Linked DNA regions of Sus scrofa: all the other regions are linked to region 1. A link is a contact called in public Hi-C and promoter capture Hi-C data. All regions are on one chromosome and are shown on one strand. Each heading gives the region's core, a stretch centred on a gene start, on an enhancer-like site or on the middle of the called end of the contact. The rest is flanking DNA. Distances are from core to core; before and after follow the strand shown.

Evidence for each region. Promoter capture Hi-C pulls out the DNA fragments that hold promoters and counts their contacts. A called contact is a pair of places that touch in the nucleus more often than the background predicts.
Region 2: a contact with region 1 is called in a Hi-C map of subcutaneous adipose tissue, with 4 times the contacts expected there. The contact joins the promoter of CDR2 here to the promoter of PDZD9 in region 1. A contact is called at or near these places in 2 of 47 Hi-C or Micro-C datasets (retroperitoneal adipose tissue and subcutaneous adipose tissue).
Region 3: a contact with region 1 is called in a promoter capture Hi-C map of fetal liver, with 4 times the contacts expected there. The contact joins the promoter of POLR3E here to the promoter of PDZD9 in region 1. A contact is called at or near these places in 2 of 5 promoter capture datasets (fetal liver and liver), 14 of 47 Hi-C or Micro-C datasets (alveolar macrophages, embryonic fibroblasts, epiblast stem cells and 9 more) and 1 of 2 datasets of contacts at active chromatin or transcription factors (alveolar macrophages).

What each region holds. Positions count from the first base shown.
Region 1 is chr3:24,173,442-24,178,025 of Sscrofa11.1, forward strand. PDZD9 (PDZ domain-containing protein 9) reads left to right here and starts at 2,799. Exons shown (of 5, transcript XM_021086490.1): 1 at 2,799-3,421. C3H16orf52 reads right to left here and starts at 2,720. Exons shown (of 3, transcript XM_021086492.1): 1 at 2,459-2,720. The coding sequence starts at 2,564.
Region 2 is chr3:23,794,100-23,798,683 of Sscrofa11.1, forward strand. It overlaps CDR2 (cerebellar degeneration-related protein 2), which reads left to right and starts at 2,704. Exons shown (of 5, transcript XM_021086479.1): 1 at 2,704-3,068. The coding sequence starts at 2,990.
Region 3 is chr3:23,878,094-23,882,677 of Sscrofa11.1, forward strand. POLR3E (DNA-directed RNA polymerase III subunit RPC5) reads right to left here and starts at 2,538. Exons shown (of 21, transcript XM_021086481.1): 1 at 2,388-2,538. It overlaps TRNAL-AAG (a tRNA gene), which reads right to left and starts at 2,769; the gene lies at 2,688-2,769.

The DNA of each region.
Region 1 (4,584 bases), core at 1,549-4,048:
CCTCTGGACTTTGTGCCCATAATCCCTTGTCCTTCCAGTTTGCTGAATCAATCACTCCCAGTCAAGTCTTCAACTCTATTGGGTCCAGGTTCGCTATTCCATTGACCATATACCATCTACTATTCAATGACCAATAATACATCAGCTCCTTTCTTTTTCACTTTTACCCCTTACCCAGCTGAGATTTCATAAGCCATCATTACAACGTTTTGACCAACGCCCCAAACACCTTTGTTCCTCTATCATTTTGCTGCACGTATCTAGCAAATCCCAACTCTGAATAAAGCCTTCTATCGGCTTTCACCACACACTGGTGCCAAAGTAGCTGAGCCACTACCAGACAAGGTCACCAAAACAGACGGGTTATTACACTGTATGTTGACAGCCGACTTCAAAGAGGTTTCCATGCTGCTAGCTAATCCTATGTCTCTGGTTGGCATGCTTTCTCTTGCAACTATTTATTTATTTCAAACAGTTTCTACTTCTTTCAAACCCTGAGCTTCTGTCCCTCTCATCACTGAGGCAACTCAGGGCTGATGACTTTGCCAAATTTGAAGGAGCCGTATTCATCCTCTGTGTGCTTTCTTTCAAATACATATCTTCCCAGGAATGTTATGCTATTCCTTAACTCTCTCTTCCCTCTCCCAACTGTATCTTTCCCATGGGCATTTCGTCTAGTTCGTTAAGTTGGGATTCCACTTGAAACTTCCTTACAGAAAGGATCTGCTCGAACAGTGAAATCTCTTTGTCCCTAAGTATGTAAAGTCCCAGAGAAAGTTATAAAAGGAGCCCCTGCACATATAATCAGGATGAAAACAACAGGTCAAGAACTGCACATCACACTTATTAACTGCAAACCAGTAGCAACAGTGACATCACGTATTTTATGTTTTACAGTTTAAAAAAGTTGAGATAGAATTGACATATAACATATAACACTGTGTATGTTTAGGGTGTACAAAGTGTCTATTTGATACATTTATATATTGCAATATTACCACTCTAGCATCAGCTAACACCTCCATAGGGCTATATAATAGTCATATATGCCTTGCAATTAAGAGCTCTTGCTAAGACTACATCGGCAAGGAAAGGAGAATTTTTTAGAGTGTTATTTTAATAACCAGTAAATCTGACAGTATGATTTTGTGTTACTAGGTCTAGATGGGGGAGAGACGGAGGAGGAAGCAACAAATGTCCCAGCCACAGTTTTTTTCAGGAGCTAAAAATATTGCAGGATAAATACAGACCCACAAGTAATACTTAAGAAGTTTGACAGCACAGTGATACACATTCTTACAACAAATTATTCACGGAGGGAGCCTGACATTCCCCACCCCCATTATTCCCTTCACCTGCACCGAACAAGCAGTTAGAAAACAGGCTCGTGCCTGTATTCCCATCAGCTCTCCTGGCAGCTGTTACATTAATTAAAGGTTTGGTCTCATAGGTCTGAGTGTGAGTGAGCGAGTGATTTTGCGTGTGTGTGTGGTAGGGGTGGTGGCCCAAGCTGAGAAAAATCCTGCAAGGGCATTCACCTGGGATACCCTTCAGAAAGATGTCTACCCTTTCCGGAGGGTGCTGCTGCCGACAGAGCTCTGTGGTGTCACAGCAGGCACTGCTGCTGGGTAGCCAGCAACTCGAATGTGTTATTTAATTCTGTAACTACTATTAGGAGCTCTAAAGCGTTTTGTGATGCGCTGGAATGAAAGAGGCCCCATAAAATGAAGTTTATTATTAGGATTATTACAGCTCGCGGGCCTAAAATAAAGCAAAATTCTAACCGCACAGGCTTCAAAGGGAAAATCGGAAGCCACATGCGTCTCAAACACTGCCTGTGGGCAGGGGCTGGTGGGGGCGCGGGTAAGGGCCCCCATCCCCCGCAACGCCCCCGGCTCTCCCCGCACCATTAACTCCGCACGGCCAGGACCTCTCAGCCGGCTGCCGCTTCCTGGGAGGTTGCAGGAGGGTGGTGTTCGGGGTCGGACCCGACACCTCCTGGCCTCCCACACCCCCAGGCTGCCCGCCTGGTTTCTGATTCCTTCACGATCGCCTCGGTTTCCCTCCATATCGGCTTCCTCTCATCGTGACTTTTTTTTAAAAATCCAAGACTAAGCTTGTTCCTCCGCGATCCCTCAGGTCGGCGCCTATTTCCCCTCACCCCTATTCCCGGGGCCGCCAGCCCAGCCCAGGGCTCCCCGCCACTCCGCCACTTTGCACTCAGCCCGGGGCGCCGATCCCCTCCGCCCGGGGGTTCGGCTCCCGACCGGCGCGTCTCTTCTCCATCCCCTCTGCCCCCCGGCCGCCCGGCCCGGCAGTCCCGGTCGCCTCCGCCCTCCTCTCCTCAGGCCGGCCCCCGCCTCGCACCCTCCAGCTCCGTCTTCTTCTCAGCCGGGTCTCCCCTCCCCTCCCTCCTCCCTCAGCCAATCCCCCGCCCGGCCCGCGCGCCGCCGCTCACCCGCGGACTCCCCGGTGTTGATCCAGTCCGGGTTGGCGATGCTGGCGATGGCGAAGATATCGGCGGCCAGAAAGAGACATCCTGAGATGATGGTCAGTTTATCCATCTCCCCGCCCCGCTCCCCCCACCCCCCGAGCCCCGGGCAGGCTGCGGCCTCACGCCTCCCGCCCCATGGGCCGCCGCCGGGGCCCGGAGACCCCGCGCCGCCGCCTCGCGCCCCCTCGGCCCCCGTGCGCTGCTCGCGCCCTCCGCGCGCCCGGGACCAGCAGCCGCGGCGCGGCCCGCACAGCCGGAACCGCCGCCCGCCCCGGAACTGCTCCGCCCGCCCGCCCCTCACCCGGAAGCGAAGTCGCGGCGCTGGCGAGACCGGCTCCGGCTCCCGGCCCGTGGCGACCCCGCTCTGTCCGCTTGTCCGCTCTGTCCGCTGTCCGCTCTGTCTGCTGCCCCGGCCCGCAGCCCCGACCCTCCCGCCTGCCCCGGACCCTGTGCCGTCGACCTCTGCTCCGCCGCCCGTCTCGCTGCCCTGGACGCGGCCCCGACCCAGGCCCCTGCCCCGCTCCCGCCCTTTCCGTCAGTCCACGCTCTTGCTAGTGATAGTAATATTGTCGTTGACAATGGCTGTGTGGTCACAAAAAGGCTTTTGAGCCATAGCTTTTTAAAAGGCAGACAGGAATGGGGGTCAGGGGGAGCCGCCGGTCTTAACAGCAGGAGGCGGCCCTGACTCCGCCGGCCCCCGAGTGAGTCGGTGACAAACCCATGTCACCTTGGGTGATCATTGCCTCTTCCGTGACTGTCAGACCTGGGACTGCCCCATTTAGGAAGTAACTATGGACAGCGCTGTAGGTGCCGGGCGTGCTGGAGTGGAGAGAACATGAGAGACAAGGTTCCTGCTCTCAGGAAGCCAGGAAGGAGCCTCCTGGTGGGGAAGAGAAAGAAACTAATACCCTGATCTTTAAAATAAAGGTAATGTCAGGTGTTGATCTAGAATTACATTGGGGATTAATCTGATGGGGGACTTGAGGGGCTGCAGTGCTGCTTGAGGATGGTCCGGGAAGATTTTAACACTGAGAACGCCAAGTTCATAAAGACCTGATGTAAGAAGATCTGGGCAAGAGTATTCCAGACAGAGGGGAAAAAAAGTGCCAAGAACGTTAGAGAAGTGGGCAAGGAAGAGGTTGGCCTGTTCAAGGAACCGCAAAATTGGTCTCTGTGACTGGTGAGTGGTATGAGAAGACAGAGGTAGGCAGAGATCAGATACAGGACTTTGAGAGACAGGATAAAAGAGTTCGGATTTTGTTCTAAAGGCAACCGGGAGGCACTGGAGAATTTAAAGCTGGAGCGTGACAAGGTCTTATTTAATTTGTAAAGAGTGTAGATTGTAGGGGGGAGGGGCAAGAATGAAAGCAGGGATACCAGTTAAGAGGCACAGGGGTCCAGGAGAGAAATAAAGCTTTAACTAGGATGAGCATAGTGACGATTGGGGGAAATTGGCAGTCTTGGATATTTTGTAGGCAGAGGGATGGATTTGCTGATGAGTTAGGGGAAGGGTTAAAAGAAAGAGAGGACTTAGGGATGACTCCTAAATTCTTGGCCTGAGTAACTAGGTGTTGGACGATACTATTTAGGGAGGTATGGGAAGGGGCTTCGGTTGGAGAGAGAGAAAAAACCCAAGATGTTGGTGTAATTTATTAGCAATACAGATTGTCTACCACATCCAATTTTGCTATCCAGTAGAGGTTTCTTTCCTTTTCTCTCATGGCTCATAGACTAAATCACCATTAACCCTGACTTTGAATCCAGCTCTGTCTTTCCCAAATAGTTCCCCATGTACCAGACAGGAAATGAGACACTCATTTTCTCCATAAATGCCACCTAGTCATCTCTTGAAGACCTAGAAGAGTGACATCTGTCTCTATTTTTGGAACGCTTACATGTCCACAAAACTCAGCAAGTTTCAAATTCCACCGATCCAACAGCCCTGCAGAAATGCAGAGTTATCAGTGTCACCACCTAGATGGGGTAAGGAGAAATTGATGGCTAGCCTACAGACTTTCCTGTCCAAACATTGGTCTCTTGGGGTGGGGGGGGATTTTTTTTATTATTATTATTAAACCATTTATTTCTCC
Region 2 (4,584 bases), core at 1,454-3,953, 380 kb before region 1:
ATTTTTACTATAGCAACAAAACGCCAAAGAACATCTTACAATCAGGAATAAAAGACTTCTGAAAATGGTTCTTCTTCAACACAAAATGTTTTATATAAAAGAGTTTAAAAGTAGCAAAATGGGAGCTCCCATCCCTGCTCAGCGGAAATGAATCTGACTAGTATCCATGAGGACACAGGTTTGATCCCTGGCTTTCCTCAGTGGGTGAAGGATCAACATTGCAGTGAGCTGTGGTGTAGGTCACAGATACGGCTCGGATCTGGCGTTGCTGTGGCTGTGGTGTAGGCCAGGAGCTACAACTCCAATTTGACCCTTAGCCTGGGAACATCCATATGCCGAGGATACGGCCCTAAAAAGATAAATAAATAAATAAATAAATGTAGCAAAACGGGGGAACAATTAGGCTGAGCAGGTAGATGCACTAAATATGCATGAATTATTAAATGAAAACCCCAAAGCCTCCTTTTAGAATCAACTTCAGTTGTTATTCACTAACCAATTACAAAACCAAATAATAATATTGCTGAAGAGGCAACTGATGATTGCTTTTCAGCTATGACTCTACAAGAATGAGGGAGACCCCTCCAAAGCTAGGCTTTTAGCATTAAAAACTAATTTTCTTGTTCAAGGCAATTTTTGTTCAAGCTTTTTCAGGTGAGAGGGAAGTTTCCCCAAATAGTGTCCTTAAAAAGAACCTATAGGGTTCCCTGGTGGCCTCGGTTTTGTCACAGCTGTGGTTAGGTTGGATCCCAGGCCCCAGAACCTCCACGTGCTGAGGTGTGGCCAAGAAGAAAAAACGAAACAACCCACTAATACAAAAAGGCTGAGTTTATTGTTGTTATATTTGGGTTTGGGGGGGGATTGTATTGGGGTTTTCTTGCCGTGCCATTTTAAATCATCAGTAACTTTTATCTCCGGATCATTCTTGAATTTCATTGTTGTTATGTTTCTTGTTGATTTTTGAAGACTCTAAAAGAGCATTTCGATGCACTTTCCCATTTGATTTGGAGTCAAAAACAAGCTTCTGCCATGGAGGAAAAAGTCAGCACTTTCAATCTTGCAGATTAGAGACTAAAAAACTGTCTCTTAGCGATCAGAGACATGTTTCTGCCCCTTCAGCTTCCACAAATCACCATCCACAAATCCTAAATCCAATCATCTCTCTTTCCAAAGAGCTCTATCCATAGTGACTTTTAAATTAAGATAGTTGAGTTTGGAGTTCCTGCGGTGGCTCAGTTGTTAACGAATCTCATTAGCAACCATGAGGACACAGGTTTGATCCCTGGCCTCCCTCAGGGAGTTAAGTATCCAGCATTGCCATCAGCTGTGTAGATCGAAGCTACAGCTCCGATTTGACCCCCAGCCTGGGAACCTCCATATGCCATGGGTGCAGCCCTAAAAAGACAAAATAAATAAATAAATTTTTTAGAAAGCAAAGAAAAAAAAAAAAGATAGTTGGGTGTGATTATTTTCTTTCGGCTAGGGACTAATTTCTCTACCAGAATATTGACAATTAGAGCAGTACAGGCTAGACTAGCTAGACGCACAACCTAGCTTCTGTCTTAGCCTAGCAATAAAAAATTTATCAGTAACATTTTACCTTTTAGCATATTTGGCTTCAGAAGAAAAGAATTTATCAGTTTACCATTTCTGCTTTTATTACTTCTAACACCGTAAGTCCTTCTACGTTTATTAGTGCGCATTCTACTTTAAGAGACAGCACCGTTGTCTGTCAGCTGTGCATTACCGTTACATCAAGGCTGAGAACACTGACCTTCTGGTCTGTAACCCTATTTTAAAATGTCTGTGTTTTGTCTGCACAATGCTGGTGAAATCCACAACCTACCGGCAGTTATTTATTTTGCTATTGTCTTTGGAGACGAGTGTTCACTGCTCTGCTGGCCATCTAGTGCTTCGACTGCATTCTCTGCAGGTGTTAACATTATGACTCCAGAGTCCTGTGATCTGTGAATCTTTTTAAAAGTATGCAAAAATGCCTGCAATTTCTTTCTTTCTTTTTTTTTTAAGGCTAAGTTACCGTCAACTGCACCGGTTCCTGTTTGTCCCCAGATACTCAAGTGGGTTTGAGGCTCACCGTTTCAGGGGGAGTGAGTACAATCCTCAGCTGATTGTACTCAGATATCAAGGAGAAAATAGCTAACAGCCCTAAACTTTCGACCGACCCTCAATTTCTCTGCGTAGAGGAGACCAAATCTGGGCGTGAAAAGACCAGCAGAGGCCGGCGGGACAGCGGATCTCAGGATCCCGGAACCCTTCACGCCGCCTGCCAGCAACTGCCTTATGCTCCGAGGCCAGACTCCCGCCCCTCACGCCCACGCAGCCAGTCCACTGGCCAGCGCGCCCGACACCCACCACAGTGGCCGCTGAGGCCGCCACATCCACACCTGTGTAACGCGAATACGCCCAGTAGCTACTCAAAGCAGAGAGGGGCGGGACCTTCGGCCGCACCCCTTCCCCTTTTCCCGCCTTCTTTGTTTCCCCCGGAGTTCCCATTGGCTGCTTGCCCTTGAAACCCGGCGAACCGCGGGACTGCAGTGAGACGGGATTGGACGATGTCGCTGCCGCTCGGCCGACATCCCTCTCGCGATTGGCTGAGGCGCCGCCGGGGGTTTGAATCGCAGCCCAGATCGGGGAGGGTTCTGCCAAAGTGCCACGTTGGGCCGGGCTGCGGCGTGAGGAGCCGGCTCTGGGCGCCGGCCGGGGCGCTAGCGCCTGGGCGCTGGCCGTTGGGACTCTTTGAGCTGCGCGAGGCGAGTCGGAAAGCCGGTCCGAGGCTTGCGCTGCGAGCCGCCCCGCGGCGGCAGCGGCGGCTAGCTGTGGTCGGACTGCGCGGCAGAGCCAGGGCGGCGGCGCGTCCCGCCCGAGGGCGGCTCTGGCCGAGGGCGGAGGGGCCGGCGGAAAGCCCGGGGCAGCGGCTGAGGCGGGCCGGCGGCGGCGGGGGCCGCTGCCCCCGGAAGAGCCGGCCGAGATGCTGGCGGAAAACCTGGTGGAGGAGTTTGAGATGAAGGAGGACGAGCCGTGGTACGACCACCAGGACCTCCAGCAAGGTGAGGGCGCGGTCGCCTGGCAGGGCCTGGCCGGGGCGCTGCCGGCTCACGGCTTCTCCCGCCGCGAAACTTAAAAAGTTGCTTTTCCTCGGGGCCAACAGATGCCAAGTGCAGGGAAGGTCTGGCGCTCACCTGGTGTTGGGACTGTCGCGCCTGCCCATCCCGCCCCGGGGAACTGCGCTGCGCGGGACTCGGGCTTCTGCGCAGGTACCAATATCAGCATCACCATCATCACCCCTCCTGCTAGCTGGGCGCCAGGCACCGTTTGACGCGCTTTCCCCAGATTAACTGATTTAATCCCCATGGCATTACTCGGAGCAGAGAGGGGAGCCCTTGCTGGGCTCAGGGGCCCCTGCTGCCTCTCCGCCTCCGGGAGAAAACACAGTCGGTGCCAAGTGTGAGCTGCTGCAGGTGGCAGGAACCTTGTCTAGCCCTTTTCACACATTCGATGGGCACCATAACTCCGCGAGAGAGTAACTTGTGTTATCCCCATTTTCCAGATGGGCAAAGCGGAGACTAACGCTGCCAAGTGCCTTCCTCCAGATTAAGTGGGGGAGAACGTATTTATGAAGCCACACACTCAGACTGGGGAGTCGTCGTAGCCTCTGCCCAAACCTTATCTCTTCACCACCTGTTTTACGGCTTTTTCAGTTGCGGGAAAATTTTTGCTTGTGTTCACCAGATGCAAGGGACATGACTTGAGGGCACTTCAGCGGTATTCCCCTTCCTTCAATTTGCACCCTTGCTTTCTAGTTAAAAACAGGTGTTCGTTTAAAACAGGCCCTAGCCTGTCTTGGATTTCTTGTCTCCAGAGAGACACCTTAGAGGGGCCTTCACTTTGGAGCCAATGCCAGTTTTTTGCCTCTTAATAGCAGGGACTTGCAACTGGGGAAGCTGTTGGTGTGCCAGACGCTAACAGGCCCCTTCACACAGGTGCTCGCTCATTTCGTAGGGCAGTGCTATGGCAAAGAAGTACTGAGTACTGCTGTTGGGGGAGCTAGGGTTCCACTCCAAACTCCAAAGTAAACTTTCTCAGCCCTCATCCTGGATGCTGAATACTCCTCAGGAGTTGTGGGTTTTTTGTTTTTTGTTTTTTTGTTTTTTTCTCCAGGCCTCTTCTGTTTCAGCAATGCTGTGCACATCAGCTTTTTCAGCTCTAAACTGGCACAAAAAATTAACACCTCATGTAGTTGACTATTAAATGACCGTGATTGTTTGTTCATGCTAACCATTGAACTTGGGGGCTGGGGAATATGGGCTTAAATGACTCATACTTAGAAAAGGAACATAAGGAGCTCTTTGGGAGGGGGGAGATAATTTCTTACATCAGTATGGAGTGGACAGTCGCAGGAGTTCACCGTTATGCTTATATAGTCGAAGCTCTTCAGTGGCTGCAGTGCATGCCGTATTTGCCATCATATTCACAAGGTCCACAAGGCACATTTGTCTTACATTTTAACCTGTTTTCAGAATTCCCCCTAAGGGTTGATGGCCTAGTTTGATACTTTCTCCAGGA
Region 3 (4,584 bases), core at 1,288-3,787, 300 kb before region 1:
ATTCCTTTCCGTGGCCTCAAGGTCTCATGTGAGGCTAAGCCCAAGTCTGCCCCAGGACCTTTGCACCTCGTCTATTTTCCTCCTTTCAAGGCTGACCTCTTTTCATTAGATACCATCACCCAGCCCCTCCAGGAGCAGAGAGGTTCTCCGACTATCCACCTTAAACAGCACCTCCGCCCTGTAACTGTTTCCAGTCACGACCACATTCAGGTTCTTATCACCATCTGGAAAAACCTAGTCTATTTGCTTCTGAGTTGTCTATCTTCTGCATTAGAATGTAAGCTCCATGACAGCCTCTCAGGGCTTCAACCACAAAAGTTGAAGCTGAGTTGATAGAGGGATTACTATCTTTTTAAAAAAATTCATGCTGATCTCCCAATATGTAGAACAGGACCTGGCATAAAATTATCACTCAATACAGTACACAAAACGCATACGTCAGGCAGCTACAGACCCTGTACCCAGTGAGTCTAGCTCAGCCCCACTGAGAGACTAGTGGCCTCATGGCTTGGGTCTCCTGGACACATGAGGATAGGGGTGTAGCCTGTCCTCCCAGGCCACCACAAGCTAAGCTTCCCTAGCAGGAGTGAGTGAACCCCTGGGCCTCCACAGGGTGACTTGTGGCCACAAGGGGACACTGTGGCTGTGGCTCCATGGTGCTGGGCACAGAAAACAGACCCCATCAGGGGTTTTGCTCGACAAATGGAAAGGGGACAAGAATGCCAGGTGAGCTAAGGAGGTGTTCAGAGCAGAGGAGCAGCCTGAAGGCCCCAGCCAGCTGCATCCATCTATGCTGTCCACCAAACTGAAAAGCAGAGGGGACTGCAAATAATCTCCAGCTCCTAGAGGGAGTGAGATAGGGTGAGGACAAGATGCTTCGGAGTTAAGGGGAAAGGCCCCTGGGCAAATAGTCTCAAGGTCCGGGTTCTTATTGGCTGTGTGCCCCTCCACACGTTCCCCCCCTCTTTGGGTCATCCCTTTCCACTTCCATTCAAGGGAAGGATAGCCTAGGGGCTAGAAGAATTACCTCTTAAAACTAGAGTCAGACCCTCCCTTCTCCAAGAACTTAAAATACATATTCCCATTTCTCTGCTCAATAGCCCTTTAAATCAAGATTTACCATCTCCAATTAAGAAAGCAGAAAACAAAGTTCAGAGTGTTAACTTACCCCAGGGTCACAGTGCTGGAGAACGGCAGAGCTAGGACACAAACCTAGGTCTAGCTGATGGCAAAAGATCCTTATTCTGGTTCTTAACTACTATGCTGCAGGCATCTTTAACAAAAAGCAGGATAGTACGGTGGGTAAGAGCATGGACTCTGAGGCAGAACTCTGTAAGTTCAAATCCCAGGTCTGCTGCTCGCTACCCTTGTCCCACCTGGAGCTGTTTGATCTTAGGACTGCTCGTTATTTTCATCCCTAAAATGGGGATAACAAAAGTACCGACCTCAGAGGACTGTGGTGAGGGTTAAATAAGGTATAAATGTAAGCCAAGGACAGGTTTGTTACAACTTGGCACATTTTCTTCCAATATAAAAGGGTAGGAGATCTAGCCAGGAATCAAAATGCTGTAAGCTGGGGCTTCTCCCGCCTTACCCTACTTAGTCCTCACCACAACCCTATGAGGTGGGGAATTCTGTTATCCCCATTTCACAGATAAAGAAATTGTGAAGCTTGCTAAGAGCTCTTTCTGCCCCCAAGCCCCAACGATTCTAAAGCTAACACAACAGAGCGACCTTGTTTATTTATTTACTGGTTTACTTGACGTGCTTACTGACACCTCTTCCGACCAAATGGTCAGGGCTGTATCAGCCGCCCGTAGTTGGTTTTCAATTAGCCCTGAGTGGTGGCTGGAATAAATGAATGAAGAAATCCGGGCCTGGCCGCGCGGAGGCTGCTCTGGTTCAGCAGCCAGGAGAGGGCCTGGGTATCCTCCCCCTGCCCATCAGGGCGGGCCGCCGGCCCCGAGCCACACTGTCCAATGGGTTTCGCCTCCCTCGCGGGTGGTCAGGCCCCCTTCTCACGCCCACCACGCAGCCATCGCTACGAGCCGCCACGCCGGCAGGTCACCGGCTGCCTTCGGACAGGTGCTCCCATAAGGAGGCCCGCCTGAGCCGGGCGGGGCAAGGCGGCTGGCCCCTGAGTCACCGCCGGCAGCCTCGGCCGCGGCCTCACCAACCACCGGGCCCAGCCGAGGTCGAAGCCCGCGGCCGGCCCAGGTCGACTGAGGCAGGTTGCCCGTCCTTCCCCCACCGAGTCCCGAGCGGCCCCCGGCCTCTGGGCACCGCGCGGCGCGGGCCTCCCGGCCTACTCCGCAGCCCAGCCCAGGCCCACCTCCTGAGTGCGGCCCGGCTCCAGCCCGGGCAGGCGCAGCCCACTCGGCACTCACCTCTCCGCGGGGCCCGCAGGCGGGCGGCTGCAACGGCCCAGGTACCCGCGGGCTGCAGAGGCGGCGGCGGCCCGGCTCTTCTCTCAGGCAGCGGCCATGTTGCCGGTGGAGAAACTCGGGCGGACACGTGGGGGGAGCAGGGCCAGCCCTCGCGCTTCCTTTTACCCACAATGCCCCGCCCCGGCGCACGCGGACCCGCCCCCCTCCGCCGCTCCATTCATGAGGTGAGCCAGCCCTTCCCGGCAGCAGGGGGCGCTGATGCTGGCGCAAAACAGCTGCAAACCGTCAAAAGATTGACCTTGGCAGCGGTGGGATTCGAACCCACGCCCCCGAAGAGACTGGAGCCTTAATCCAGCGCCTTAGACCGCTCGGCCACGCTACCCGGTTATGCAAAGTGCCTTCCAGAAAACTACTTCATACGTTTATGTGCATTTGCGTGTACGTTTCTTCTTCCGCTTAAGTGCTTTACTTCATCTTAATAGAACTATTTAGAATATACCAGGTACAGAAAATAAAATATTTCCTCTAATATTTAGACCAGTCTTGTTCCGAACCGATCTTAGAATGAAAAGCAGTTTAAGAATCTGTATTCTTAGTGGGCATTAAACCCGGAGACCCTAAATTAACCCACACGGAAGACATCATGGACTTCAGCAGTAACCTGCGCCAGGGGCTCCAAAAGCCAAACCAGGGGGATTTTCGAGTGGGCCGTTTTCTCTAAAAGCTCAGGTGTTTTCATTTTTAGTTACACAAGTTTTATGTGGGTTATTGCAAAATATTAAAATTTTTCAGACGAAGTACCAATGTTCTTTTACCTTTGTCCCCCATTGAAGTCCCTCCACTTAGTACACTGTGTATCCTTCTGGATCTTTTGCTGTGAATTTATATGGATATATACGGATATATTCATATGGATAGATATATCCATGGAGAGTGTTTCGTTTTTATCATTGTGGATTTTTACATGAATATAAATATTATTATACTATGATTATCTGCAGCTGACTTTTTTCACCCCACTATGTTTCTTAAATATCTATCCAGGTTGATACATATATAGATATTTAAAAATACAGAAAAAGCGCAAAGAAAAAACAATTATCCATACACCCACCACCTAACGTTGTGGCATTTCACTTTCAATTTTTTTCCTATGTATACTTTTTTCCCTACCTATATGCTTTTGTTATTAAAAGTACGAATATGTTGTCCTTTAAAAAATCCATTAAAAATATTAGACCATTACAAATAAAAATGGACTATTACAAATAAAAATAAAAGCCTCTTCCCAAATGTCATGAATTTGATGCGTATCCTTCCAGTCCACTTCTCATACTTTTCTATCCACCTGTCCACCCCTGTGTACATATACCCAGGAACAATATATACTATGATTTTTTGCTTTTCATTTATGTAAACCTTACTATATTGTACTTATATCATTCTGCCACTTGCTTTTCTACTCTAGTTATGTTTTTTCTATTTATTTTTGACAGATGTAGATCTAATTTATTCCATGCTATGAATATGGAATTTACGTTGTTTATATTAAGTTGTTAAATTCAAGTTTCTGGTAAATATCCAGTTGGCACACACCCTAATATTTGGGCAGTTCATATTCCTCCTTCTCTTCAGTTCCTCTTCAACCCTTTTTTTCCTCCCTTCATGTTAAGTATTGATATGCAAAGATTTCATTGTCCTGGGAGAGTTTGTTAAAGGAATCTTTTAAAAAATACAGAAAAAGCCATCTATCTAGACCAGAGCAGGCACAAAGAGCAGAGCAGGGATCAAAGCTAAATGAGGAATAGTCCTTGAGATCAAGGAAAACATTGATCCAGGCAGAATGTTATAGTATCAGGAGAGACTGTATTTGTTTTTCACTTGTGCGCTGGGTTTTCCAAAAGGAGGACAATTGGGGGAATCTCTGCCTGATCCCTCTTTTCCAGGAATTGCCTGACCAGCCCAGAGTCTATCCAAAGTCGGTCCCCAGGCAGCCACCTTTGTGCTCTGGTCCCTTCTTCCACACCATGTCCCAGGGGCTCAATGGTAAATATTGGACGGGGGTTGGGTCATTCAGATTCTCAATCTGAACTGAGACAAGATGAGTTCCTGATTTATTTTGACTGTGTTAAGGGTTGGAGTTAGTCTCTGAGATTGACTGGAACTAGGGAGAAAGTGGGAGTTGGGGTGGCCGTAT